7 separate regions of the Mus musculus genome follow, and regions 2, 3, 4, 5, 6 and 7 are each linked to region 1. Evidence: chromatin contacts called from public HiCAR-type, Micro-C and promoter capture Hi-C data. All regions are on one chromosome and are shown on one strand. The core of a region is the stretch at or near the end of the contact, and the rest is flanking DNA. Distances in the headings are between cores, read along the strand shown. Region 1 holds the start of Mbnl2 (muscleblind like splicing factor 2). Region 2 holds the start of Abcc4 (ATP-binding cassette, sub-family C (CFTR/MRP), member 4). Region 3 holds the start of Cldn10 (claudin 10). Region 4 holds the start of Clybl (citrate lyase beta like). Region 5 holds the start of A330035P11Rik (RIKEN cDNA A330035P11 gene). Region 6 holds the start of Gpr18 (G protein-coupled receptor 18). Region 7 holds the start of Ubac2 (ubiquitin associated domain containing 2).

Region 1 (3,588 bases), core at 573-3,072:
GCTTTTCTCTAGCCAAGCCAGAAGCCTGCAGAAAACCTGGGCAGACAGGCAGGTAGGCAAAGTTGCCCTATTTGGCCTGTGAGGGGGGATGGATGGGCTGTGGGTTTAAATGGGAAGACATAACTCAAGTCCTGCCAACTGGGAGTTCGAATGTTCCTGGCCTGGACATAGAGAACTATTCCTTTCCACAAGCTGAATAGAAGAACACACAGCAGAAATAGTTGGGGGATGACGTCAGGAGTTCTGGGCTAGTGTCCTGCACTTCTCCTTGAAAGTAAAAACCGTGGTACGTGGCATTGCCCTTATTTAAATGAGCACTGCTCTCCCTCAGAACGGAGCAAACGAGAGGAAGAAACTTCCTCTTACATAGATGATAAAATGTCTCATTTAATTTTTGTTCCTTGTTGCTGCCTAAATATAAAAATGCCCTAATAGACATTTTCCGACTTAATCTTTGTCTTTTAAAGAGACAGTAAGGCTTTTTTGAAGAACATTAGAACATTCACGGAGGTGGCAGTTAGGCAAGTTTTTTTTCCCCCCTTCGCTTCAGTGCTTGCTAACTATTCTAAAAATGTTACACATTTATTGTAAACACATGCTTCCAAGGCCTAACAAAAAAAACACGGTTTCCTCAGCCTGGCAGAAATTTAAAACGGAAAAGGGCAGAAAGAATTCTTTAACACAGAGAAAGCCTTCCCTTCTCCTGGGCCAAGTGTGTTAAAAATAAATCTGCTTCACCCTTTCCAGCCGCTGCTTCTCGGCAAGAAAGTTGATCTGGCTGGGCATAGTGAGAGCCCAGCTTTAAAAGCTAGCCTGCTCTCATTAAATTATTCTGCTGGCTGTGTGTTCTCATTAAAAATGCATACAGATCAGATAATTGCAGTAAGCATTATTAACCCAGCCTTACTTTTGAATATAATGGTTCCACTTTTAAGCTGGAAACAAAGACAGAGGCTGCCAGGAAAAGCAATGTAAACATTGAACCACAGTGTCTAAGACTAGCCAGGAAGCTTCCTCTTCTGCCCTGGTGCTGCTTAAAATGTGCTTTTGAAACTCAATTAAAGCCATTGCCCTGTAGCACCAGGGTGGCCCCCAATTTCCAAGAAACAGACATATTTTCGTCCCAAACGTTCAGCCGATGATTATTTAAGCAGATTTTTTTTTTAAATTCTTAATTTCAAGTATGTTTTCAAAGAACAGGAAACACGTAAACTTTATTCTGTAGCCCACTCTGGCAGTAAAAAACCTCCATTATCTTAAGATAATCCTGGCCTGGATCTTTCAGATAATTAAAGATAATAATAATAAACAAATCTGTCCTTTAAATAAATAAATAAAAACCTCGGTTTTTTTTTTTTTTTTTTAATGCCTCACCCTAAACGGGCGGCGTAGATTCCAGCTTTGCCGTTTCTTGTTCTCAAATCCAAACGTTACGTAAAACTCCAGGGTTTCCTGCGAGTATTCCGTTCGAATTAGTGGAATCGGTCTCCCTGGCTTCCCTAAGCACACACATGGAATGCAGCATACTGCAGCAAACTCTTTAAACATTAAAAAAAAATTGGGGAGGGGGGGTTGTTTCTCCTACCTTGTTTAGCTCTGCTCGTCTTCCCCATGTACAGTAACCCCAAGAACATCTGGCAGGACCGAGTGGCCGTGGCTTCTCCACCGCATCATGAGGAAGGGGGGTCCATGCAAATAGTTCTCCGTCCCTGTTTATTGTACTCTGCGAGCCGCCGGCCGTGGCTGGAAAATTTTACCTTCAGATGATGAAGCAAAGACAGTCTAAACTCTGTTGCTGTGAGCTGCAGCCCTTCCTTCCCACAGGCCCCGCCCAGGCTCAGCCCACCAATCCCCGGCCAGCTCGTCAGCCCTCCTCGTCTGAAACTGGTCCTCATAGGATGACTGACACAGCAACACAGCGCTGGCAGGCTCTGAAAACAGTGCGTCCATACTGATGGAAAAGGGATCTCCCTCTCCGAGGAAAGCAGTCATAGCTCCGAGACAAAGTGGCACATAATTGGCAGAGCACAGAGAGGGGTAGCTCAGACAAATACGCTTCGAGACACCCAGCCCGTAGCTGGGAGTTGCATCATAAACACTCCGGGAATCACGAAACTCCTAAGATGGCCAAGAAATCCAATTGGATCCCAAACTAAAGTCTTAGGGCGTTTGAGGAAGCATACTGACATAGATGTACACATTCGTTTGTGAGACAATTCAGTGTTTTTCATGCAAAGTGATACCTTACGAAACATTTGCAGGCAATTTCCATGACGGAGGGAGGCTATAGCCAAGTTGGATTGCACACTGAAGACCAGACCATGCTTGAAGCCCCAGCACACAGCTTTTCTAGAGAGCTGTCATTTCAGTGGCTACTTACTGGAACCCATATATTTTCCATCTAAGTTTCCAGAGCACTAGAGACTTCAATTAGGGGATGCCGAAGGACAGAACTGATATCTCTACATTAAGCTTTGAGGCTCTTGGCTGGCACCCACTGGGGGATTAACTGTGTCTTAACCTTCTTAGATGCCATTTGATAAATGCTCATACGTTGCCCATCCTGTCTTTAGTGCCGCAATGACTGCTGGAGGGCGTTTACTGCTGAATACACATGGCACTGACCTAAGGGACATCCTCCATTTTCAATCTACAAAGGTTGACCCACAGATGCCAGAGGTTCCCTAAGATAAAGCAAGAAAAAAAAGAACGGAAAGGGTTATTTTTTTCTTCTTCTCAGTCAACAGCATTTCTGCATGCTTTGAAAACAAAAACAAAAACATATGGCATTTAGAAAACACAATAAGCACACATTTTCCTTCCACAAAACACAACATTTTGCATCTTAAAAATTAAGTATGAAGGTCCCGTGACTAACTACAGGCAAGAACAAAGATCCTATTCATCTGAAAGATTGAGCCTCTCTCTCTCTCTCTCTCTCTCTCTCTCTCTCTCTCTCTCTCTCTCTCTCTCTCTCTCTCTGCAACTGTTTAACGAATGCATCTGGAATGGAGTAACAGGGCAGAATGTAATGGTTTTGGTATTTTTAGATTTTGGAATTGTGTTCTTAAAACACATCATTTCTTGTGACTTGTGGACTAATTTTCTTCAATAGAATATCTTATTTTACTCCTCTTCACTTTAATCTCTAATATTGATTTTCATTTCTAGTCAATATTATCTTTGATAGGCTTTGGTTAAGTCTGTTGTTTTGTTTTGTTTTTCCTGGAAAGTTAAATTAGCTACATTTAAACAAGTGGAAATCTTTTTAAACTGTTAATACACCTATGCACACATACCTGAGTGTTGATCTCAAACTTACCTTCTTCCCCAGCTCCTCCTGCTTTTGACACGAAATCCCCATTTTTTACAATCTTATTACTTAGACTTTAGTCTCTGTCAAGCCCATTTCTCACCCAGAGACATTAAGCCTCTTAGTGTTCTCCTCCCAGCTCGGCCAGAGCCCTGACCTATTCCCTGTATGGTACAAAAGCTAATTGATAGCCTCTGGTCCTCAAGGCACGTCGGTTCTGGTCTTCCCTGTTGCCAGACAGGTTTTTCTGAAGTCATGTAAAGTCATGTTCCTTT
Region 2 (3,694 bases), core at 821-3,320, 1.6 Mb after region 1:
GGCCATCCTTGGTTACTGGTTTATGGAATTAAGAGGCTACCCTGGGACACATGAGACCCTGTTTCAATTCTTCTCTCTGAAACCGTCTCTGCATGCATCCAGTTAAACCTAGAACTCCCTAGGTACCCCACCGATCTCGAACTCCATCTTTTCCTGCCTCGGACTCGAGGGCTGCTGTCTGGCTAATTACTTTATCTATACTGATTTAATTTTGCTCCCTGAGACAGGGCCTCTCATGTATGTCTGGCTGGTGAGGAACTCTCTGTCCCATCAAAGATGGCCTGGAGTTGTTGTTTCTCCTGTCTCCACTTCCAAACTAATGGGATTAAAGCTGTGGGCACTACATATGACTTGACTTCTAAACAACTGCTTATTTATACCAAGACACTCTGCACAAACTATTGCTATACACTTAAATAAGCGCATATGGGAAATGACCAAAGAAAGCTAAGTTAGTTGACTTTTATTTTTATTTATTTATTTATTTATTTATTCATTTATTCATTTAGATTTTTTTTTTGGTTTTTTGAGATAGGGTTTCTCTGTATAGCTCTGGCTGTCCTGGAACTCACTTTGTAGACTAGGCTGGCCTCGAACTCAGAAATCTGCCTGCCTCTGCCTCCCGAGTGCTGGGATTAAAAGCATGGGCCACCATGCCCGGCTTTTTTTTTTTTTTTTTTTTTTTTTAATTGTCAACCAGACACAACCTAGAGTCACCAGAAAATTAGGAACTTCAAGTAAAGAACTGCCCAGATGGGCTTGGCTGATGGCAGCTGTGAGAGAATGACCCATTGGAGATGGCATGAGGACCCAGCCCACTGCAGGCTGGAGTCAGCACCAACAGGCCAACAGGGTTGTTGTTGTTTCAGCTCTGGGCCCGACTTCTCTCCGTGATAGACTGTTTATTACCTGCAAGTGTAAGCCTGAAATAAACTCTTTCTTATCCAAGCTGCTTCTGGTCAGAGTATTTTCTCACAGCAAAAGGACCGGTGAAATTGTCACTAGGGCCATGAATTCGAAACCGCTCTTCTTTCCTTACCCAGCGCTGAAGTGAACCAAAGCAGCAGAGGCAGTTAACACGGCCACGCCAGAACCCTGGGCTTGTGAACACTAGTCCACGAGCCAGGACCCATACCTTCCTCACTGTGTCGGGGCACCCTGGCACTTCTTATGCCAGCTTGAGTACAAGTCAGATTTCATCATCACTAACCTTAAGATCTCGGACAAGCTAGATCTTTTGAGTCTGAATTTATTCAGTAAAATAGTAATAACCATTTCGAAAAGTAAATTAGAAGCGGAGTAGGCTTATAGAAAGGCACAGCAAGGTGTCCTGTAACATCGGTTCCCTTTGCCACGGATCCTCTGGGAGCCTCTCAGGGCTCCGTGAAAGAAACATGCCAGGCAGCGTATTATCTGATTTCCCTTACCTAATCTAAGAGGACAGCCAACTGCTTACACAGGTCCGCCATGCCAAGCAATGTAGGAAAGGTCAAGAAGCCGTCCGAAATGGTAGCACTCTATTCATCTCCCCAAATCCTTGTGTCCTAATATCGGGTGGCCTGACGGTCTTCACGGCTTTAAGGTCTGCAAAGGCAATCTGATAAACCTTGCTGTTGTTCCAGGTCCGACTCTTGGCCTGCAGGTGGAACAATCTCCCACAGCACCCTATTTGGTCCTGATGAGGGCAGCATGCCAGGGGACCGCAGGCAAAGCCAGGCGGCTTTCACCAGATCTCCAGGAGCGCAAAGCCTAGGGGGCGTTTCCGAGCGCGGGGGCGGGCACAGCCGGTACCGCCCCCGCCACCTTCAGGGTGGTGCTTGGGTGCTGATCTTAAACTTCGGCAAAGTTTGCAACGGGTCTCAAGCACGTGCGGCTTCCCCGCCCGGCTCCGCGTTCCCCGAGCCGCCCCCGGTCACCTGCGCGCGGTTGGTCTCTGTCGTTTCCCCAGCGGCCGTCCCCCTGCGCTCTCACGCGACACGCTTCTCCCAGGCTCGAGGAGGCGGCGGCGACAGCGCGTAGCGGGCGCCCCGAGGAGCCCCGAGAGGCGGGGTCAGGGCGGGCCGGCGCTTGGTTCCCGGAAGCCGCTGCTTGCCTGCGAGGCTCCGGCCGAGGCCGGAGCTCGAGCATCCTCACCCGCGCTTCCCGGAGCCGCCGCCCGGCCGCGCGCACCGCGGGCGAGATGCTGCCGGTGCACACCGAGGTGAAACCCAACCCGCTGCAGGACGCCAACCTCTGCTCGCGCGTGTTCTTCTGGTGAGTGCCGGGTCCGGGCCCGTTCCTCCGTCCACGAGATGCTCCGCGTCGGCTTAGCCGCGTGTCCGATGCTCAGCGCCGGTCCCTGATGGTCGGAGGATGCGTTTCCTGCACAGCCTTACACTCCGGGCTCCTTGTCGCGCGTGCGCCACGCGGCCTGCGGTCCCCGCCCGCACCCCACGCCCGTGCCGCTCTCCTCCAGGAGGGGCACGCGGGGACCGGTGGCAGACGCAGGTGGCGCCCACCCGAAACCGTGGGGATCCATGGGAGGTGCGGGGGTGCCCTGGAGGGCGGGCTCTGTATGCCCACCTTCGCTAGCTTCCCATCCCGGCTCAGGGCTTGCACAACTCCCTCACCCAAACTGCACCTCTTTATTTCTCTTTAAGCAGCAGTGAACAGATGGGCTTATCAAAAAGCAGCTGAAGTTAGAGTTCTGGGCGAACGCCAAACTCTGTTGTCCCCATGGCCTTCTGAAACACCTTACCAGACATCTTTCAGGTCCATTGATTGCCTGTGTGTGTGTGTGTGTGTGTGTGTGTGTGTGTGTAAGGAAGTTTAACTTCTAGGATCCCGTCTCTCCTTCTGGCCCCTCTGTGTGTGTCCTAGTACCTAAGTATGGCTGTGAGTTAAAAGGTCACTTTATTACGATGTTTTATTTAGTTACGAATGGGGACACTACTCTTGAGCAAGATCAACATGATGTTTTCCTCTTGACAGAAACGCAGCCATAGTGGAGTACATTTTCCCCTGTTAGATGGACTTTTCATTTCTGCCTTTGATGGCCATATCCCTCTTGGGAATGAGTTTCGGAAGCCTGTTGGGGGTCTTACCAAGATGTGTTCAGAGACAGGAGTCAAGGTTTCCATGCCTAAAACCACTGATGGGTTCCCTGATCTGGTCTCCGCCCCACCCCTCTTTTTGTAGGAAACAGGTGAAGAGGTTTAGATAGATGACATTCCTAAGTAGTTTTCCGCCTAGTAGCCTGGGCTGGCTAGTACACGCTTGGCTAACAAGAATAGTTTTTATTCCTTGACCTCCGCCATTTCATCTTCCTCACGTTCTAATGTTACCTTTTTAAAATGTGAAAACCTAGGGAGCTTCAGAGTCATTTACTACTGTTTTTAACTGCTGATGCAGTGTGTGCAGGATCCGATTTTGGACACTCGGTCAAGAGGAGCTTGCGGGAAGAAGGAATGTGGTGAAATGAATTTAAAAAAAAAATACATAACTCAGAGCGGGTGGGCTGTCTTGGTCTCCCGAGCTTTTGGCAATACACAGACCTCCTGATGATTTTCCTGTGAGCGGACTTTCAGAATGGAGGTGAAGCGAGAGCTGGGTGTGGGTGGCACATACCTCCAGTCCCTGTCTCTTGGAAGGCTAAGGTGGGAGGATGACTTGAGCAGCTATGGAGCTGAGACCAGCTAGGATAAGGTAGCAAGGC
Region 3 (3,505 bases), core at 192-2,691, 1.4 Mb after region 1:
CCGCCTTGTAAAGGCAGGCACCTATTCCCATAGACCAGCTTCCACAGAACACTGAATTGAGCAACAGTTTGCCCTTTGTGGCAAGCACTGTCTTAGGGGAATCAAGTCTTCTATTTACCCAGCTATGCAAATAAAAATGGCAAGAGGAATAATAAAGAAAAGGAAAACGCCTCACATCTAGAAGTGGAGCAAGCTGCTCTTCTTAAGTTTCTGCCAGAATCCATTTAGTCATTTGCAAAACCCTGGAAGAGCCTAGAACATGAACGAGCATTATACTGTATTGACTATACCCTGGAAACTAAACGGTCAGTTTCCTATGGTAATATCTATCTCCAATATATGTATATATATATATATATCTCCAATATATATATACATATAATATAAAATATATATAAATATAAATATAATATAAAATATATAAATATATAAATTATATAAATTATAAATATAACATCTTCCTATGTTAATATCTATCTCCAATTTATATATATATATATATATATATATATATATATATATATATATATATTCATATACCAAGCGAAGAAGACCCAGAATGCTTGCACAAAGCCTGGAAGAGTGGTCACTCATCCTGTTGATCTCTGCTGTCCAACGTCCCCTGCCCTCTGAGCCACTTCACCCCCACCCCCCGTATGAGCAAGGGCTACTGATTTTCTTGAAACTGAGAAAAAGAATGAAGCTCAAGCCCTCAAGTTTGTAGGAGGGATTTTAAAGGAAAACAGCAACAAACTTCAATATGGTTCTTTTGCCTCTCCTCCGTGCCTGGCTTTTCAAAGACTCAATGAACCCGCTAAAGCGATATCAAGGCGAGCATTCATGGATCTCAGTGGTGTCATTTTAATGAGAATCAGATTTTGGTCGTGGGGTGGCCAGCCTCTGCTGCCCTACACTCAGTCCCAGACAGACGCGGGACCAGCCTTGTGCGCCACAACTACCTGAATTGATCCTACTCGTCACCACCAGGGGTTCCCAGGCTCAGAAGACGCCCCACCGGACACCCATCCGTAGACAGCGGGCATCGCAGACCCTCCCGGGGCAGAGTATAAGACCCAGCCTCCCCCACCCGGGAATCCCACGGCCGGTCCATAAGAGGACGCGCCCGCTTGGAAAGCCAGCAAGGAGCAGGGATGGGGATGGGGTCCCAAAGAGATGCAGACCATCCAACGCCAGCATGGAGGGGAACTCCTTGCAGTTGGCGACACCGGTGGAATCGGTAACGCAGATCTTCCACAGGTTGGCAAAATAAGTGGCTGTGGTGATGACAGTGCCATCGATGGTGGAGACCTTCCAGTAGTCGGTGGGCAGTGTGGAAGACACTAGCACCCAGCCCGAGATGGAGACTACGAAGGCGACGATTTCCAAGGCCGTGCTAGCCATGCTGGGCTGCAGCGGCGCTCTCGCTGGTTCCCGATCCCGCTGCCGCGACCCCCACGCGCCCAGCCCCGAGGCTCCGCCCCCGGTCACCGCCTCCGTCCCGCCCACTGGGCACTTGAGGGCACTGGCGGACCCGCACTCACAGTACTGTCAGGGCACCCAGAGCGCGCGGGGAGGTCTTGGGGTACCTCCTGGGTCCCCCGCCCCCAGCAGCTGGCCCGTCGTCTGCAATCGCAAAGCCCTCAGACCAGCGCTCTCCCCTCTCCCCCCGGGCCCGAGGTTCCCAAATCTCTCACAGAGGAGCCGCGGAAACCGGCTCTTTTATTGGTGCTGTCCAGGGACAACCAGATGTGGATAGCCTGCTGCGCCTCCCACCGAGCCACCCCGACTCAGCCCTACCCGCGGCAAATAGCTTGACTCACTGGGTGCCTTGCAAAAGCAGAACAGAAACAACTTTGGTGTGCCCTGAAAAGAAACGGTATGGTAACGCAGCCTCGCTTTGCTGAATGCAAAAGGCCAGTGAGCAACGCTTGTTTGCGTGACCCTGTTTGGCTTGTGAAGAGGGGCATACTGGGACTGAAACTGGCCTTCCCCTTAAAATTCAGTTCTCTTCGGCCTAGTGGCATGTGGAAAGTATTAATCAGGAAGCTCAGACTTAATTGGGAGGTAGCCGATGAGCCCAGCTCAAGTTCCAGAGAGCCCCGTGAGGGTCTTGGCTAATTAATGCACTAGATATGGGGCTGTCATTTGACTCGTTTTCCCCCCAGAGCAACACACTTTCAGTTTGGGGAGTCTGGTCTGGGAGGGTTCTGAAGCAAGAGAGAGATGTCTATGAATCTTTGCTCAGTTGTGTGTGCGTGTGCGTGTGTGTGTCTGTGAGTGTGGAGACCAGAGAGCAGCCCCTGGTGCCATCTACTTTGTTTAGTGGTCCTTCTCACTGCGACTTGTCTTTCAGATTGGCCTAGGCCCGTGCCGCGAGTCTCAGGGATTCCCTTTCTTTGCCTCCCTCCCCAGCTGTACACCCACCGCGGGTCTGGCCTTTTACAGAGGGGCTGGGGATCCAAACTCAAGCTTTACTGATTGTGTATCTCCCCAGCCCTTCTCGACTTTTGTTTTTATCTTGCTTGTGTGAGTGAGAGAGAGAATTATGAGTGTGTGCATAGTGTTTGTGCATGTGTGTGAGTGTATGCACACAGTAGGTGAGAGTGTGTGGGCGTGTGGGTGCGGCTTGTGTGCGTATCTGTATGCATGCATGTGTGAGAATATGTGTGTGTGCTGTGCGAGTGTGTGTGAGTGTGTGTGTGTGTGTGTGTGTGTGTGTGTGTGTGTGCAGGTCAGAGTTAGACATTAAATATCAACCTTTAGGGCTGTTCACCCTATTTTCTGAGACAGGATCCATCACCAAACTAGGAGCTCACCATTCTAGCAAACTGACTGGCCAGTGAGCTCTGAGGTTGCTGTCACGCTCAGCTTTTACAGAGGTGCTGAGAAGCTGAGTCCAGGCCCTGCTCTGACTGAGCTGTCTCCCCAGCCCCCACCAGCTTAAAACAAACAAACAAAACCCACTCTAACTTTCCCACCTAACTGAAGAATAAACTTATTCATTCATCTTTCCTCTGCTGTCTCAAGATAAACACAAAGATCAAGGTGTCCTTCCAGCTCCTGAGGTCACAAATCTGGGCATCAATGAGAGGACAAAGACACTGGCTTCATTATGGGCTTATTATATTGTCCATTAAAGTTCTTGCAGTTCTTGGTGTGACCTTTCAGGATCTGCTTCTTGCCAAAAGTAACCAAAGGTCTACAACACATAAATCAGCCAGCTACAAAGAAGCAGGCTCCTAGTGGAGGCTCACAATCTCCTCCGTGCAGAGCTCCCCTGGCCATTTGGGAAGAATGTAGCTGCTTGTTGCTTTTCTTTACTTTAACCAAGTGAAACACAGTGAGACCTGAAATGACTATGTGCCCATGAAGCGGGCGCAAAGCTGGACACTGAATTACTAAAACTTGGGCTCGGGAAGGACCAGAGGAAGATGAGTTCTACTCGTCCTTGTCCATCTATTTACAGAATAATATTGAGAGAACGCTCCACACTCCAGGGCCCAGG
Region 4 (3,713 bases), core at 455-2,954, 1.9 Mb before region 1:
TAATAAATCATATGCTTGCTAGGACTGAACAATTAAGTGCCTGCGTGGTAGACAGCAGGAGCTTCCTTACAGTTGGGCCGGTGCTTTACTGACAAGCCTCAGGAAGAAGTTAGACTGCTCCCTGAGTGATGTGTTAGACCTGGAAGCGTCCTAAGGACTCATGTGTAGCTTGAGAAATAGCTACAGATGGTTCTATGTAGCAACTTTGATAGGTGTGTGTGTTCCCATCTATATTTCTTGGCTCTGTCAAGTGAGTTATGCTCCCTTCCTTGAAAGCGGAGTAATTCATATACATCCAGCATGGCCACAGAGAACTGCATGAATAACATGACAGTCTAGAGCTCAGGGCAAACGCTGGTGGGTCAGAAACAGGGATCAGGATTTCTGGTCTTGAATGGCCCCTGCGTGCTCAGCAATGGTTCAGACACTCTGAAAATAAGCAAGGAGCCTCCAGAAGTAGCCTACTGGTCCCAGACAGCACTTACATCCTCTGGTGGGTTTACTAGGACCACACTAGCACAATTGGCTCACTAAAGCCAAGTACCTGCCCTTGATAGAGATGATGCATGGTATGGGGGGCAGGGTGGTGGTGATAAAAAGGAGTTTACACTAAGCTCCAAGCCTATTAGAAGTGGTGACTGTGTGCGGTCAGGACTGGTCCTTTCACACTTCAGAAACGGAATCTCTGGGCTGGCCCAGGACCCCTCCCTTACCACCACTCAGGTTCCAGGAGTGATTTTCCTCCAGCCAGGGTGCAAGGCCACAGATGAGAAAATGAGGTGCCTAAGACCATATGGGTCCTGTCATGGGTCTGGGGTAAATCATGAAGCACAACACAAAAGATGTAAAAAACGCTAAACTGTGAACTCTGGCTCCATCGCTCCGTGGGACTTTGAGACAGTCTCTGATCCTGTTTCCTCACAATAGGCAAGACACCTTAAAGGAGAACTCAGGACACGTGCAGTTAACAGATAGGCAAGTGTCATGAGGGAGGGTCACTGTTTGTGACAATCTACAGTTCCTTTACCAACTAGTATTGCTATGTAGGCCAGGCTGGCCTCAAACTTGCTATGTAGATTAAGTGTAGCCTTTAACCTGCGTCCTCCTGCCTCCACTCCCCAAGTCATGGAATTCTTTTCAAATATCTACTCCAAAGCTGATGACGTAAGACTTAAAGTCTCTTGTTAAACCAAAGAAAACTTCAAAATATATGCTCTTTTCACCTAAAAAAAATTCAGTGTTTTTCATGAGCAGATTTTGGCAAAAGCTTTTTGGAACCCTCAGTCATTCTTGGTTGGGTAAGTGGGTCCAGAGAACAACATTTGGGAACCACTGTGCTTCACATAGGTGGGGTGAGCGTCTCAGCTACTCCAGAGCGCCCCTAAGTTAGCGCGGTACATGCCAGATGCTGACAGCCCTGCCAACCCAGTAACGTTTGTACCCATTGCCCGGGTCCACGCAAAGCCCTCCCACTGGGAGGCAGCAGCCGCAGCGACCTTGGCAGAGGTCAAGGACCGGAGGCACAGAGGTATCGGGCTAGAGTGCCCATGCAGGCTCCAGAGACCACTCTGGCTACCGCCTTCGCCGCGTGGCGGGGACAGAGAACCTGAACTCACAGCCTGGGCAGCGCCGCCGCTCCACGAACCGTGTTCCGCAGCACGCACAACGCCATCTTCCCGACTGGCCCGCCTACGCCCCGCCCTCGCCCCGCCTAGCTGGATTCGGCCACGCCCGCCCTACCAGGCTTAGCCCGGCCCCCCGCTTGCCACAGCCCAGGCCAGTCCAGCCAGACTCAGCCCCACCTTGCTTCTGCTGGCGAGGCCCCATGCAACGCTTCTCTTTCCAAAACCACGCCCGCCCTCGTTAGCCACTCCAATCCTCTGCGAGCCCTGCGCGGCTCTGCGCGGAGGCTTTGGTGACCCAATGCTCCGCCCGCTTCTGAAACGAGTTAGAGAAACTTGGGTTTTCTCTGGCAGAGAAGATTTAGGTTTCCGAGGGGCTTTTTTGCTGTTTTTATTATCAACGTGCCCCTAACACAGTCGGTGAGCCTGCGATGGTGCATAAGCTAAAAGTGGTCAAAGCAAATGGGCTCTACCTGAAAAGGTGCAGGCTTGGGACCCACACAGGCCCCTTCCCAATGCCTGCGGGTCTCCGGAAACTGAGAGAAGCTGCCATCGGTCGTCTTTCCTAATCCAGTGGTGCCCTACCTAGTGTCTGGTCCTTTCCACTCTCCACCCTCCACCATTCCTCTGTCTTCTACCTCTGCAGTTTTGATTTTGGTGGTCACTACGTTCCGTTTGTTCTGAATTGACACTCAAAGTCGTTGTCGGAAGCTGGATTAAAAAATAGACCCCAGACGGGCGTGGTGGCTCACGCCTTTAATCCCAGCACTTGGGAGGCAGGAGAATTTCTGCGTTCGAAGCCAGCCTGGTCTACAGAGTGAGTTCCAGGACAGCCAGGGCTACACAGAGAAACCCTGTCCCGAAAAACAAAAACAAAAGACCCCAGAAGTCCTTTGTAGCCAGAGTGGCAGCACAGATGCCGAATATCTGCAAGACTGAGTTATCGCTTAGTTTATGATACCAACAGGGCAGACTGTTCAAACCCTCTGTGAGGCCCCCTCACACCCACCCGGACCTCTCCTGCCTGCACCCAGTGAGGACCATCCCACTTTCCTGTCTCCACTGCGGGCCCCAGTCTGTTCCGCCAAAATGGAGCCTGAGACAAAGCAGTATCAGGAACACCCATTCCATCTCTAATTTACACATCTATATCTTGTACTAAGAGACTGAGCAGGCAAGCTTTGTCTGTCTCCAGATACTAGATCACACTCTTTGTCCTGTTACACTTCTCTATGGCCATCCATCCACCAGTAAAAACACAGGTCTGGGGGTTTGAGTTTTTAAAACTTTTGTTGTTGTTGTTGTTGTTGTTGTTGTTTGAGACAGGGTTTCTCTGTATAGCCCTGGCTGTCCTGGAACTCACTGTGTAGACCAGGCTGGCCTTGAACTCAGAAATCTGCCTGCCTCTGCCTCCCAAGTACTTGGATTAAAGGTGTGTGCCACCACCGCCCGGCCTTGAGTTTTTATTTATCAATAAAAGTCACGTAAGGCGTCAGTTACATGCACAAAAGAGTTATTGCAAGTTTTGCACCTGAGGGGGTCAGAGGGATTGAGGGGAGGTAGTGGGGGAAGACGGGTTGGGAGGGTGAAAGACTTCAGGGCAAAGTAGAGCAGGCATAAAACTTCAGGGATCTGAGAACCTCCTGGGCCCAGGTTTAAGTGGCCTAAATGCCTTTTTTAATAATATACTCGGGAGTAGAATTTAGGGCCTCAGCCAGGCAGGCAGGAGCTCTATCTACCACTGAGCTACACCCTGGCCCTAAGTGGCTGAAATCTTGGCATTGTTTCACAAATACATTTGTCCTAGATAGAAGTGAGTTATATTTTCACCACATGGCCTTGTAATTATCGTGAAAACTCAATTAACCTTCATTGTTTGTCTTATACTATCTAGCTTTGTATTGGTTCTACAGAACACCTCCTAGGATTCGCCCGCTGAAAATATCTGATCAACCTCACTGTTTGCTGTAACATTTAAATAACTTTCCAGTGGGAAAGGGCAGACCCATTAGGAAAATGAAGCCCTTTATTCTCTGGTTAGGAACCCCAAAGGCTCTTTATCACAATCCATTCTTTCCTTCCTTTTGCTGT
Region 5 (3,514 bases), core at 536-3,035, 1.8 Mb before region 1:
TACCTTTCGTAACATCAGATTTTATTAATAAGCCTCTGTTCTCCAGTGGCTGATGGAGGAGCCAGGAATGTATTTCTCTAAGAAATTACGAATACAACACACATTCACTGTTCATTTACAGACCAAGTACTTGTTTATAAAGGTTGGCTTCTGAAATATTTAACAGAAAAATTCAGTGTGCCTGTAAGACTGGATCTCACTTTAGGTCAGAACTCTCTAGAAGGAGGCAGAAGTTCCTGCTTTTCCGGGTACCACAGTTAATGGACTGTGTGCCTGGGTGAATCTTACCGATTGGTAGGCATTATTGAACCCTCTACGACTTACGTGTCATAGATACACGTTTGTTTCTTTCTAAAACTGTAGTGACCATGTTAACGCCACACAGGATAGCCCACAAACCTAAAGAGAAGCTGCAAAATGCCATGAAAACTTTAATAGCCTCCCTAATACTCTAAAACAACCTCAAAATTCACAACTGTGGTATAGCTAAGAGTCATAAAATAAACACCAGCTTAAAATTTTAGTAAATAAAAAGTGTAAACGTTTTCTTAACCATTATTTGAAGTATTAAAATTAACGGTTTCTGAGAGGCCCTGGATCCTCCAAATGGTTAAGTTTTAGTAACTTTACGAAATAATGGTGTATTGTGATGCTCTACACCTGATACCTAAAAGCTGCTTTCAGCTGGTAAACTGAAAAACGTGTGGGCGGATGGCCTACGAAACCAACATTTTCAAGGCAGGTTCTTTCTCCCGCTCTCTGCTGCTTTTTAAGTGTTTAAAGCCATCGCGGAGAAACCCATTTGGGGGTCTCTTAAAAATTTTATAGCTTAAAAAAAAATTTAAAGGCCAGGGACTAAACTTAACTACAACTAGTCTTTATTAACGCGGTTTTCAAGGAGGGTTAGAATGCGTCACAATCCACAGGTTAAATGATCAACTAGTATTCTTGAAGTTCGGTATCAAAGTCCTAGAGAGAATAAGCCGTCATGACCAGGAGTTCTAGGAAAGTGCAATAAAACAGTGAGCTACGAAATTAAGTTACTGGAAGTTGTCGCTCGGCTGGGAGCGCCCCGTGTGGGCATCGGGTCACCGCGTACCTGCGTGCAGGCCAGTCCAAGGGCGCTCCGCAAGCCGCCGGGGTCCGGGCAAAGCGCCCCGAGCTGCAGCGACGAGCCCGCGGGGACCACCCGGGGTCCGCAGGCCCCCGTCCCGTCGCGGCTCGAAATGCGACCCCACCCACAGCTACGCCCCTTCCCGCTCCTTGACCCCGCTCCTAGACCCCGCTCCCACCGCGGCGCGCAGCCCGACAGGCCTCCCCCACCTTGCACTCGTTGCTCTTCTCTTCGGCGCAGAAGTTGACCGGCGCCAGGCCGGGCAGGTAGAAGGCGCTTCCCGGGCGCGGGCCTGGGACCGTCCCTAGCAGGAGCAGCGACAGCAGCAGCAACCTGGAGCCTTGCGCTGGCGGCGACGCTGGCGGCCTGGAGCTCATGCCGGCGGCTGTGAGAGGCGAGCGGCCGAGCCGAGGGGGACGGCGAGGAAGGAGGGGTCCGGGGCGCTCGGAGATCACCTCAAGGCCCGAGCGCAGAGAAGGCCGGCCCGCAACGGCTAGTTCCGGTTACGCTAGGAGACACCGCGGGCCCCGCGACAGAAACCGAAGCGGGCCTCCACGGAGCATGCGCGGGGCCGCACGCACATGCTCAGTGCCGGCGCCGCAAGCGCAGCGGGCTCTTTCCGGGCGGGGCGGCCAAGAGATCCGCGTTCCGGGATCTGGGTGACTTCCGCCTGCGCGCTTCCGGCACCCACAGTCGGGTTCCAGGTTCCACCGTGGCGCTCCAGAGCGCCGCGCTTCTCGGGCGCACCTCTTCTCTGCCCTCTGTCACCTCATACCCGTCAGTCCGCTCAGGACTGATGAACCAAGTACTTTCTGATGGAGACCGAGTTGGTCGATGAGGCAGAGCTCAGGGGTTACCTAGTTGGGGCCAGGGTAAGGGAACAAATGGAAAGAGCGGTTCGTAAATCTTTAAACAGCTCTTAGAGGTTATTTGCAAGAATAATTCCTAAGCATCGGAAATGCTGGGACATTCTTGTGTGGGAGAAGTGTGCACACAACAAACATATCTTTCAGAAAGTCGAAATGAGATAGATGAGAGAGGGTAGTAAATATAAAGTAGCAATGGCAGGTTGCAATGAAGATACCGGGGCTTAGTTAAGCAAAGCAGTCGTGTTAAGGAAGACTATTACGGCATTATTACTCTTCGACAAGGTGCATAGCTTTTCCCATTGATAATGGGAAATGGTTATGTCTCTGTGTTAGTGCGCAAGCATTATGCTCAAGGAGGAGAAAAGTTTAGCATAAAAAGCCCATGGAGTTTTAGACTTCAACCGAATTCTTCCCCAAGTGCATCATCTTAGAATATAAAACACAGTCCTGGATGACTGTAACCCCCAAATTCAAGAAAAGGCAAATTCAGAAAATAGGTAAATTCAAAAAAGTTTGTAGTCTCATGCTATTAAATTTTTTCTGTGTGCTCATATATTGCTCCCTTCCCCAAAGTTTACAACTAACCAGATTTTCAATGGCTCTAGCACCTACAGAAAGAACTACTGACATACCTAAAAAGAGCTTTAACATCAAAGGTAATTTGTACTGGCTGAGCGTCCTGGCTTTGGAACATTGTGATCTAGCGATGTGCCTCTGGGCATGGGTTCATCACTGGAGAAATGAAAGTTAGAAGAGAAGACAAGGGTGCTCACCCTCTCAAAGAGTGGTAAAGATTAAGTTAAAAAATACTATATCACAAAAAAATAGGTGATATAGTAGTTGTCCCAGGCGGTCCTGACCACTTTTATAACAAAAGGAGGCGTGTCCATCAGCGCACACCATCTCAAATACATGCACATACTGAACTTTGGGCTAAGTCAAGACAACGCCCTTTGTCGAAAAAGGAAGCAGCTGTCTCCAAATATAAAGAGGTAGGATTAACACCCCCCACACACCTTACCTATTTTTCTGATAATACCAAACTAGACCTTCACTGCCGTAGCTCCCGCTCCAACCTTGCCATTACTACTTTTTTCTACCTGTGACAATCTCACTGTCCATAGCTGGCATGCTGCTCGCTGTGCCACTGAGTTCTTTTGGTGGTCTCTAGGCTCCTACCTACCACGCTAGGCCACTCTGTAGGTCTCCCCAGCTTCTACTTGTGCTAAGAGGGATAATGTAGAATGTAGGTGTCCCCCATTTCCACCGCTGCTCCTCGGTGTCTACCAATTTCGGAAACGATCGTGTTTATTGTTCACTGTCTCACTTCCCAGGGCTGCAGGGGCCTGGTCTCTGCATCTTCCAACTCTACAGCAGGGCCTGGAGAGACGAAGGCGAAGCAAACTAGAAGTGCTCGCTCGGCCCTGGTCGCCGGAGGACACAGGTTCTAGACCTGAATTTAGGGTCGCAGACTTGCGGTGCTAACGCCTGAGGGTTCCCAGGGTTTCCCGCTCGCTTTCACAGACCACCA
Region 6 (3,507 bases), core at 418-2,917, 1.6 Mb before region 1:
TTCTTAGCTATCGAACAATGTTAAATGCTCCTTAGCTACAACTCATGTCAGCACCCCCAAGCACATGGTGTAGTGGTGGAGCATCAAAGACAGCAAGGTGTGTGCCGGCCACCCAAGCATAAGGCACAGAGCTGGGGCAAGGAACCGTCCAGGCCAGCCCAGCTCTGAGGGAAAATGGCAGCTGTGAGGTGGTTAGAGGGAGGGTCTACAGGTGGGTTCTGCCAAGCTTTTGGGAGGTTCCAAATCTGCCCTGGGCACCTTGCACTAAGAAATGCAAGTTCTCAACTAAGAATGCTACATACGGGGAAGACTCAAGTCTTAATGAGAAGACACCCCAGGCTCCTCATCTGTTGACTGTAGCAGCACAATCAGTACTTCCTGTCAGAAACCTTCTCACAGAACACACTGGGTCCCAGTCAAGAGGTATCCATGTGGCTGACCTGTGTAGCATATGAAAAAACATAACTTCATATAAAACAATTATGATGTAACTTGGCAATGCCAAAGCATGTCTAGAGAAGGTTTCAAGGCAATCACCTCTCACCCACACAGGAACTGCTGCAGTGGTCTCCAGTGGCTCTATAGCACATTATTCTGGAAGGCTCCCACGGCACCCAGTGGTTTGTTAGCACAGCTAACGTCAGTACCTTTTGTAGAATGAAAGTTTAGCACTTCTGGGAAAAGAAGCAAGGTTCTCAAACTACCTCAAGTTCACGCTGTGGCAGCTGTGGTGGCTGACAGCTGGAGTCCAGCTCTCAGGAGGCAGAGACAGGAAGACCAGGGTAAGTTCAAAGCCAACCTGGTCAACACAGCTCCAAAGCAGCCAGTAAGGCCCCGTCTCAAAACAGGACAGACAAGATGACAGGAGCCAGTTTAAATCGCTCACACTATAGACACAGAAGCAGCTAAGCTTAGGCACCATTTAAAGGCTGGCAAATAATGTGTAGCCAATGTAGAGATACTTAGAACTGGACAAGGGCTGGGCTACTTTAAAGAGAAAGTTAAACTCAGAGTAGCTAGACAGCGATGCTCTGGGCTGCCCAATCCTCCCTTCTGTGGGTTTCACTTCCCTTCTCAGCTGAGAACACTGCTACATATAAATTCTTCCAGCTACATGTAAATTCCCCAGTCCTTCCCATGGTTTACATGGATGTTCATGCAAGAAAAAAATTACTGCAAGTCTTCCCTGAGATAGAAAATGGACAAAGTGTAGGAAGTACCTACAGGATCCAGGAACAGATCTGCAGGGCAGGGCAGGGCAGAGCAGAGCAGAGCAGGGCCATGGAGAAGATGACAGGTGACCGAGGTGGCAGGGTGGCAGTTGCTCTCTTTCAGGCAGGACTTTTCTGGAGAGGAGTTCTCAATCCTATCACATGAGTGCTATGCATTTCAACTGGATAGGAACTACACAGGAACAACAAAAGGCTAGACAAAGTCGAGGAGCTTAGAAAGCAGCTAGGCTTTGAACCTTGCTTTGCCCAGTGTCAAATCTCCTGCCTGTAAGTGACACAAACTTCAAACATCAAAACAAGCAGTTAATTCAAGAATATCTGCCTTTCTTCAAGATATGCCATTGTTTCAAGAGCAGCCCGAGATGAGCAGGACTTCATAAACAAATCACTTGTGAAAGAGAAAACCACATCCAGGGTAAAGTCCCACGCTGAGTGTCTCATTTCAGAGCGTTTCCTGAAAACGGCAGAGCAGTGCTCAGAGCTCAGCAGACCAACCCCACTATCGGTACTACATCTCAACAACCCTCCAACAAGACACAGCACAGAGACACCACCTACCTAACACAGGCGACTCTGAGCACTCTCTCTCTGGGACTGGGCAGAGCGGCAAACGGTCACCTCTCAGACAGCCTTTGACAGACAGGAGGTAAGCTGCATTCAATTAATTTCATGGCAAACCATTATCAGAAGTAATGTTGTGTTTACTAAACTCAAAACTTCTGTTCCATCAGATGAAGACCTTGAAACAACTGGTTATTCTTTTCCCAGGATTCAGCGCTCATTTTCAATATTTTTTATTAATAGTTAAGTGTAGAGTTTTAAATGTTTTTATTTTATTTTTGAGATTCCAATATAATTACATCATTTCTTCCCTCTCCTCCCTCCAAACCCTCCCACGTGACCCTCCTTAACCGCTTACAAATTCATGGCCTCCTTCTCTTAATTGTTGTTACACACACACACACACACACACACACACACACCTAAATACATATAACCTGCTTTTCTGTGTAGTGTTACTCACACGTGTTTTCAGAGCTGACCGTTTAGTACTGGATAACCAGTTGGTGGGCTCTTCCTGAGGGAGGCCTATTGCTCCCACTTTTAGCACAGAAGCTGCTAGTAGTTCTTGGTGTAGGACTGAGGCCTCGCTCTCATTCCCCTGTCATTTAACACATTATGTTGATGACATAGTACATCATAACATAATTCAATGTCTTTGTCATATAGTTTCAATTACTGTTTCATGAAATTACTTGGCTTCAATTTAAAAAAAAATAAAAACAAAAAACACAAAACCTACAGATAGTCATGGTACTTAAGTTTTCAAAAGTTAACCTGAAAGACAATCGGTTTTCAACACTCGCTCAAAATCGTGCAGAACATAGTCCGGATGGTAATACAGAGACACAAGCATCGAGCATCGCACTGAGCACAGTGAAAACTGGGGCAGGTGGACTACAGAAAAGCAGCCAGGGAAGGACAGCCTGTAGATACAGGTGTTTTCATGACAACACCAGGGAGAATGGTGATAGAGGAAAGACCAGGACTTCATTATACCTCAGAGGCTTCTTTAAAGACCACAGTGTTTAAGCCTCTAAGTCTCCTTTGCTTAATACTAAAGATTTAACCTTACTATGCAGTAATTTTCTTATTTGCGTAGAAACTAGTATTCTAGTTATATACATTTTGGGGGTGCTATGTAGAGCAAACTAGTTTCAAACAGAGATTCCCCCTCCCTCTGCCTCAGAAGTGCTAGAGTTAAAAGCATGTTGCTACCATTCTCAGCCTTATTTGGAAATTTTAATACAGGTTTTTAGATATATAGGATTTTATTCCAAAATCACATTTAAGCCAATTATGTGGCAAACAACAATGGGACCAAAGGAGAAAGCACACAGTACCTGGTCCTGTCTACCCAACTGTTCAAACTAACTCTCATCAGCCAGCCACAGGCTGTTAATCCTCCCTATTGTTTCACTAAAGAAAGATTCAGAGCTGAATTAAACATCAGCACGCTGCAAAGTGACTTTCTTAAGGAAAATTCCTTATCCACCCTCCTATTTCAGAGAGATGCCCCCCAGGCTGCACTCTACATATGAAGTATCTTTACAGCCTCTACTGGCTAATGCACCCTGGGGAAGGGAATGTCACACTGAGAGCACCATATTTATAAGCACTATTAGAATTCTTTGCTTTAGCTGGGCGGTGGTGGCGCACGCCTTTAATCCCAGCATGCCTTTAATCCCAGCACGCCTTTAATCCCAGCACTCGG
Region 7 (3,477 bases), core at 157-2,656, 1.6 Mb before region 1:
CCTCAAGATGCTGAGAACAACTAAAATCGAAGAAATCTGCTGTTGACAGATCCACCCACATAGTGTAACCCTAGGAAAGCCACACTACCTTATTCATCCAAACAGTAGTTTGAAGACCAACTCACTAGTAGTTCTGATGGATTCTGGGGCCAATACGTCAACGTTTCCATAACTTAAATTAGGTACTAAATATGGAGATCATAAACAACATTAAACCTACTTCAAAGCCTGAGATTACGGTGAGAGGTGAGGACGACTTTAAATTATGTCGCTGGCTCTGACAGTCAGCTCTCAGACTATGTAACAGGAGTGTTCTTTGAAAGGCTCATGACGTTCACAACAGAATGTACCATCTGGAGATGCCAGGCACTTCTGTGCTCTAGCAACATTAACTTCACACGCAGAGATGGGAAATACCGACAGAGAAAGAAACTGCGAACTGCGGCTTGTTCAAACAGTTTGCTGTTAGTGTATCAATGCCTAATCTCAACACTGTTTAGTTAAGAGTCCACTCTCTAAAGTCAACTCAACATAATGTCGTGGGGGGGGGGGGTGCCTGGAGGTTGAATAAACTTCTCCGCCCTCTACCTGCTGACCACCGCAGACACTCCTGGAGAGTGCAGCGGCATCCAGAAGCAAAGCTTGCATTCTCTTGCCAAGTGACTTCCTAACTTCACTGAAAAGCGCTCACTTTTTCAGCTCGCAAAAACTCTTCAAGGACAACGGGTAAGATGTACGTGGAAGTTAATATTGAGGGGGCAGATTCTGGAGCGGAGGATGAAATTCACACGTTCCAGGAATCAGGTGGGTCCCAAAGAAGCCTGTATGAATGAAGGGGGAGAGGGAACCGAGCAGGGTTCCAGCGTCGCCCCCACGGGAACATCTTCCAGCCCCGCACTCGAGTCGCCAAGTGCGTGCGTGGGCCCGGGCCACGAGATGAGCGGGGCACCCGGCTGGACCCTAACTGCCCAGCCCACCTGCAGCAGGGCAGGAGCTGCTGCGCACCTTGTGGGAGACGCCGGGAGCGGAATGGACGTGGCACCCCCTCGGCCCTCGGGGCTATGGTGGGTGCGGCGCCCGCTGCCCCCTAAGAGCAAGAACTGACAAGGCTCGGGCGCGGGAGGCAAGGGGCCCCCAGCCTCCTGCAACCCCGAGTCCCCCGCTGCCCCGAGCCGGGTCCGGGAAGAGCTCGGAATGGAGCGAAGGGCGGCCCAAGGATGAGGGAACCGGTACTCACAAAGCCCACTGGAGCCGGTGCTGGTGAACATGGTCCCGCCGGGCCCGGAGCCCCCGCGGGGCGTCAGGGGGAGGGGAGGCAGAGGTGGAGAGCCCCCAGCGACCGCGCAGGCGCACTGTCAACCAGCGAGCGAAGTCGGCCCGGCGAGGCGCTCCGGAGCCGCCAGGAAGAAGGCGCATGCGCAGCCCGTGGGGCGTGCACACTCGGCCAGAGCCCGCCCCTTCCTTCCCAGAGAGGAAGTGCGTAGGTGCGGGCGAGCCGGATGGTAGCTGCTTCCGGTAGTTCGGGGCGGGTTTGGCGCATGCCAGAATTCCCAGTACAGAACCTTACGGCGTGAAGCGCCGTGAGCGAGCCGGTTCTTCCGCCACAGAACACCAGGCCTTTCTCGAGACCTCTGACCTTTCACTGGGCGAGACGGCCGCGAGTCCCACGCATGCTCAGTACTTCCGTGTGGGCCTTGGCGCTCAGTGAACAGTCTGCTTCCGGTGACCCACCAAGCACCTGGGGTTGCTGGGGTGAGGGTGGACAAGACGGCTAGTAGAAGAAAAAGTTTTAAAAATACACTTAGCTTTCTGTTCCGGGCAGTGGTGGCGCACGCCTTTAATCCCAGCACTTGGGAGGTTGAGTTCGAGGCCAGCCAGGTCTTAGAGAGTGAGTTCCAGGACAGCCAGGGCTTGGGGGGGGGGGGGGGGACTGTATGTTCATCCAGTTGAGTTATTTCGCAGGAAAATTATTTCCTTATGATCTTCGCAGAAGCTGATTCCCACAAAATCTGTAGCCCACTTAAGACTGGTTCTCAAACTATGGGGTCCCTGGGAGCACTGAAGGGTGTTCAGAAGACCCGGCCGATTTTTGTAGTAATGCTAAAACGTGTATTTTTCCTTTCCCGTTCTTTTTCATCCATGAGTAGTAAGGTTTTCCAATTAACCAGCGCCTGATAAACCAACTGGAACTGCAGGACGACCAAGTGCGTGTTAAGGCAGATCCCCAGTTGCAAGTAATCTAGAAGCCACCATTTAAACTTTGACATTTTATGGAGGGAAAAATGCCATTTAATCTAAGTGCTTGCTTTTCTAATTCCAGACCTACTCTGGGTGAGCTTTTCTTCATATACTTCATCCAAAACATCACAACAAACTAAAAAGAGAGAAGTGCGCAGGGAATCCCCACAGGGTATTGAGCCAGGCATTAAAAGCATTCTTCCTTAAAATGGTTTGCCTAGGAAAGTACCCGGTGTCAAAACTGAATGGTTGAATTTGGACATTTTTGCCTGATTCATCTAAGAAATGGCCCTATAGTGGTTAAATACATAGAAACGAGGGGGATAGTGTAGATTTAAGGAAAGCTTCAAAGTCACATTATGTCTCTTAAATTACTGTTTTGAAATTTAATCCTGTCTACTTAAGTCCTATATATTATAGATAGTAACCACTTATGGTAAACTAATATAAACTATAAAAGGTTATTATCTAATCAGGGTTAGAGAGGAAGAAATGAAGTAAATTCCTCATTCCGTTGAACATTAGTATGTTTGGAAGATCTGAAATCTGAAAAGATAGAAAGCTGTGAGATGAACAGTAGTCAGAAGTTTTGTAGCAGTTGCACATACTGACTGATATCAACATGAAAACTCAATCGTCACAAATTCAGGGCTCATAGGAAATGAAAACACTTGAGTGGAAATATACCAAAAATGAAGTGGTCAAAACTTGAAACTCTTGAAAATTATTCCACAGGAAACACTTTTTTTTTTCCTCTTCCAGTATCGTGAACATCAGTGCAGCAGTTCTGGTCACCTGGATTTATAAACACCAAGAAGTAGCAACAGCCAGTGTGCAAGTCACTGACAACCCAAGTCACCAAAAATCTTACTGAGAACCCATTAGCTCCTTGAATTAAAGATTATTTTGTGAAAAGAGGCTTGATCGTCTTGTTCTGCACCTGAAATAAAGCATTTCCCATTCTGTTGTTTTAAAATATTTACTCTGTAACAAGTGTACATAATTTTGTTTTTATAATAAAAAAGTAGTGATACCAAAATATGGGACAACTTAGATATATATTTTACCTATGTCAGAAGTGTTAAGCGAAGGGATTAAGTTGCACGCAGGGTTAATATTGAAGAATTTTAACATTTTCAGCGTTTAATCATTCTCAGAGATTTCTTCACAGTTCCTATCTGTAGTAGATAAAGGCTAGTTTGGAAGACAGTGGCTTAGAACAGTATTCCTAATGTTTTT

Evidence for each region. Promoter capture Hi-C pulls out the DNA fragments that hold promoters and counts their contacts. A called contact is a pair of places that touch in the nucleus more often than the background predicts. HiCAR-type assays count read pairs that join an accessible place to other places. Capture Hi-C pulls out chosen DNA fragments and counts their contacts.
Region 2: a contact with region 1 is called in a HiCAR-type map of astrocytes, with 2.0 times the contacts expected there. The contact joins the promoter of Abcc4 here to the promoter of Mbnl2 in region 1. A contact is called at or near these places in 2 of 39 promoter capture datasets (liver and pre-B cells), 3 of 115 datasets of contacts at active chromatin or transcription factors (astrocytes, large pre-B cells and microglia) and 2 of 9 other capture datasets (adipose tissue and liver).
Region 3: a contact with region 1 is called in a HiCAR-type map of astrocytes, with 4 times the contacts expected there. The contact joins the promoter of Cldn10 here to the promoter of Mbnl2 in region 1. A contact is called at or near these places in 1 of 39 promoter capture datasets (pre-B cells) and 3 of 115 datasets of contacts at active chromatin or transcription factors (astrocytes, large pre-B cells and trophoblast stem cells).
Region 4: a contact with region 1 is called in a promoter capture Hi-C map of pre-B cells, with 5 times the contacts expected there. The contact joins the promoter of Clybl here to the promoter of Mbnl2 in region 1. A contact is called at or near these places in 1 of 39 promoter capture datasets (pre-B cells) and 1 of 484 Hi-C or Micro-C datasets (B cells).
Region 5: a contact with region 1 is called in a promoter capture Hi-C map of adipose tissue, with 3 times the contacts expected there. The contact joins the promoter of A330035P11Rik here to the promoter of Mbnl2 in region 1. A contact is called at or near these places in 4 of 39 promoter capture datasets (liver, neutrophils and pre-B cells), 1 of 484 Hi-C or Micro-C datasets (B cells), 1 of 115 datasets of contacts at active chromatin or transcription factors (fibro-adipogenic progenitors) and 1 of 9 other capture datasets (adipose tissue).
Region 6: a promoter capture Hi-C map of pre-B cells shows a contact between it and region 1, with 5 times the contacts expected there. The contact joins the promoter of Gpr18 here to the promoter of Mbnl2 in region 1. A contact is called at or near these places in 2 of 39 promoter capture datasets (the C10 cell line and pre-B cells).
Region 7: a Micro-C map of the G1E-ER4 cell line shows a contact between it and region 1. The contact joins the promoter of Ubac2 here to the promoter of Mbnl2 in region 1. A contact is called at or near these places in 4 of 39 promoter capture datasets (hippocampal neurons, liver and pre-B cells) and 1 of 484 Hi-C or Micro-C datasets (the G1E-ER4 cell line).

The regions. Positions count from the first base shown.
Region 1 is chr14:120,273,903-120,277,490 of GRCm38.p6, reverse strand. Mbnl2 (muscleblind like splicing factor 2) reads right to left here and starts at 1,822. Exons shown (of 8, transcript NM_207515.2): 1 at 1,586-1,822. The region is part of intron 2 of Gm52122 (a long non-coding RNA gene); the gene reads left to right.
Region 2 is chr14:118,704,595-118,708,288 of GRCm38.p6, reverse strand. Abcc4 (ATP-binding cassette, sub-family C (CFTR/MRP), member 4) reads left to right here and starts at 2,070. Exons shown (of 31, transcript NM_001033336.3): 1 at 2,070-2,253. The coding sequence starts at 2,180.
Region 3 is chr14:118,852,886-118,856,390 of GRCm38.p6, reverse strand. It overlaps Cldn10 (claudin 10), which reads right to left and starts at 1,441. Exons shown (of 5, transcript NM_021386.4): 1 at 1,182-1,441. The coding sequence starts at 1,401.
Region 4 is chr14:122,179,685-122,183,397 of GRCm38.p6, reverse strand. It overlaps Clybl (citrate lyase beta like), which reads right to left and starts at 1,704. Exons shown (of 8, transcript NM_029556.3): 1 at 1,617-1,704. The coding sequence starts at 1,672.
Region 5 is chr14:122,105,245-122,108,758 of GRCm38.p6, reverse strand. A330035P11Rik (RIKEN cDNA A330035P11 gene) reads left to right here and starts at 1,785. Exons shown (of 4, transcript NR_015586.3): 1 at 1,785-2,975; 2 at 3,318-3,514. It overlaps Tm9sf2 (transmembrane 9 superfamily member 2), which reads right to left and starts at 1,677. Exons shown (of 17, transcript NM_080556.3): 1 at 1,324-1,677. The coding sequence starts at 1,491.
Region 6 is chr14:121,914,048-121,917,554 of GRCm38.p6, reverse strand. Gpr18 (G protein-coupled receptor 18) reads left to right here and starts at 1,667. Exons shown (of 2, transcript NM_182806.2): 1 at 1,667-1,878. The region is part of intron 4 of Ubac2 (ubiquitin associated domain containing 2); the gene reads right to left. It overlaps Gm46485 (a long non-coding RNA gene), which reads right to left. Exons shown (of 2, transcript XR_001781471.2): 1 at 538-3,507; 2 at 1-440.
Region 7 is chr14:121,876,535-121,880,011 of GRCm38.p6, reverse strand. It overlaps Ubac2 (ubiquitin associated domain containing 2), which reads right to left and starts at 1,406. Exons shown (of 9, transcript NM_026861.2): 1 at 1,238-1,406. The coding sequence starts at 1,268. It overlaps 1810041H14Rik (RIKEN cDNA 1810041H14 gene), which reads left to right and starts at 604. Exons shown (of 2, transcript NR_130999.1): 1 at 604-804; 2 at 3,001-3,153.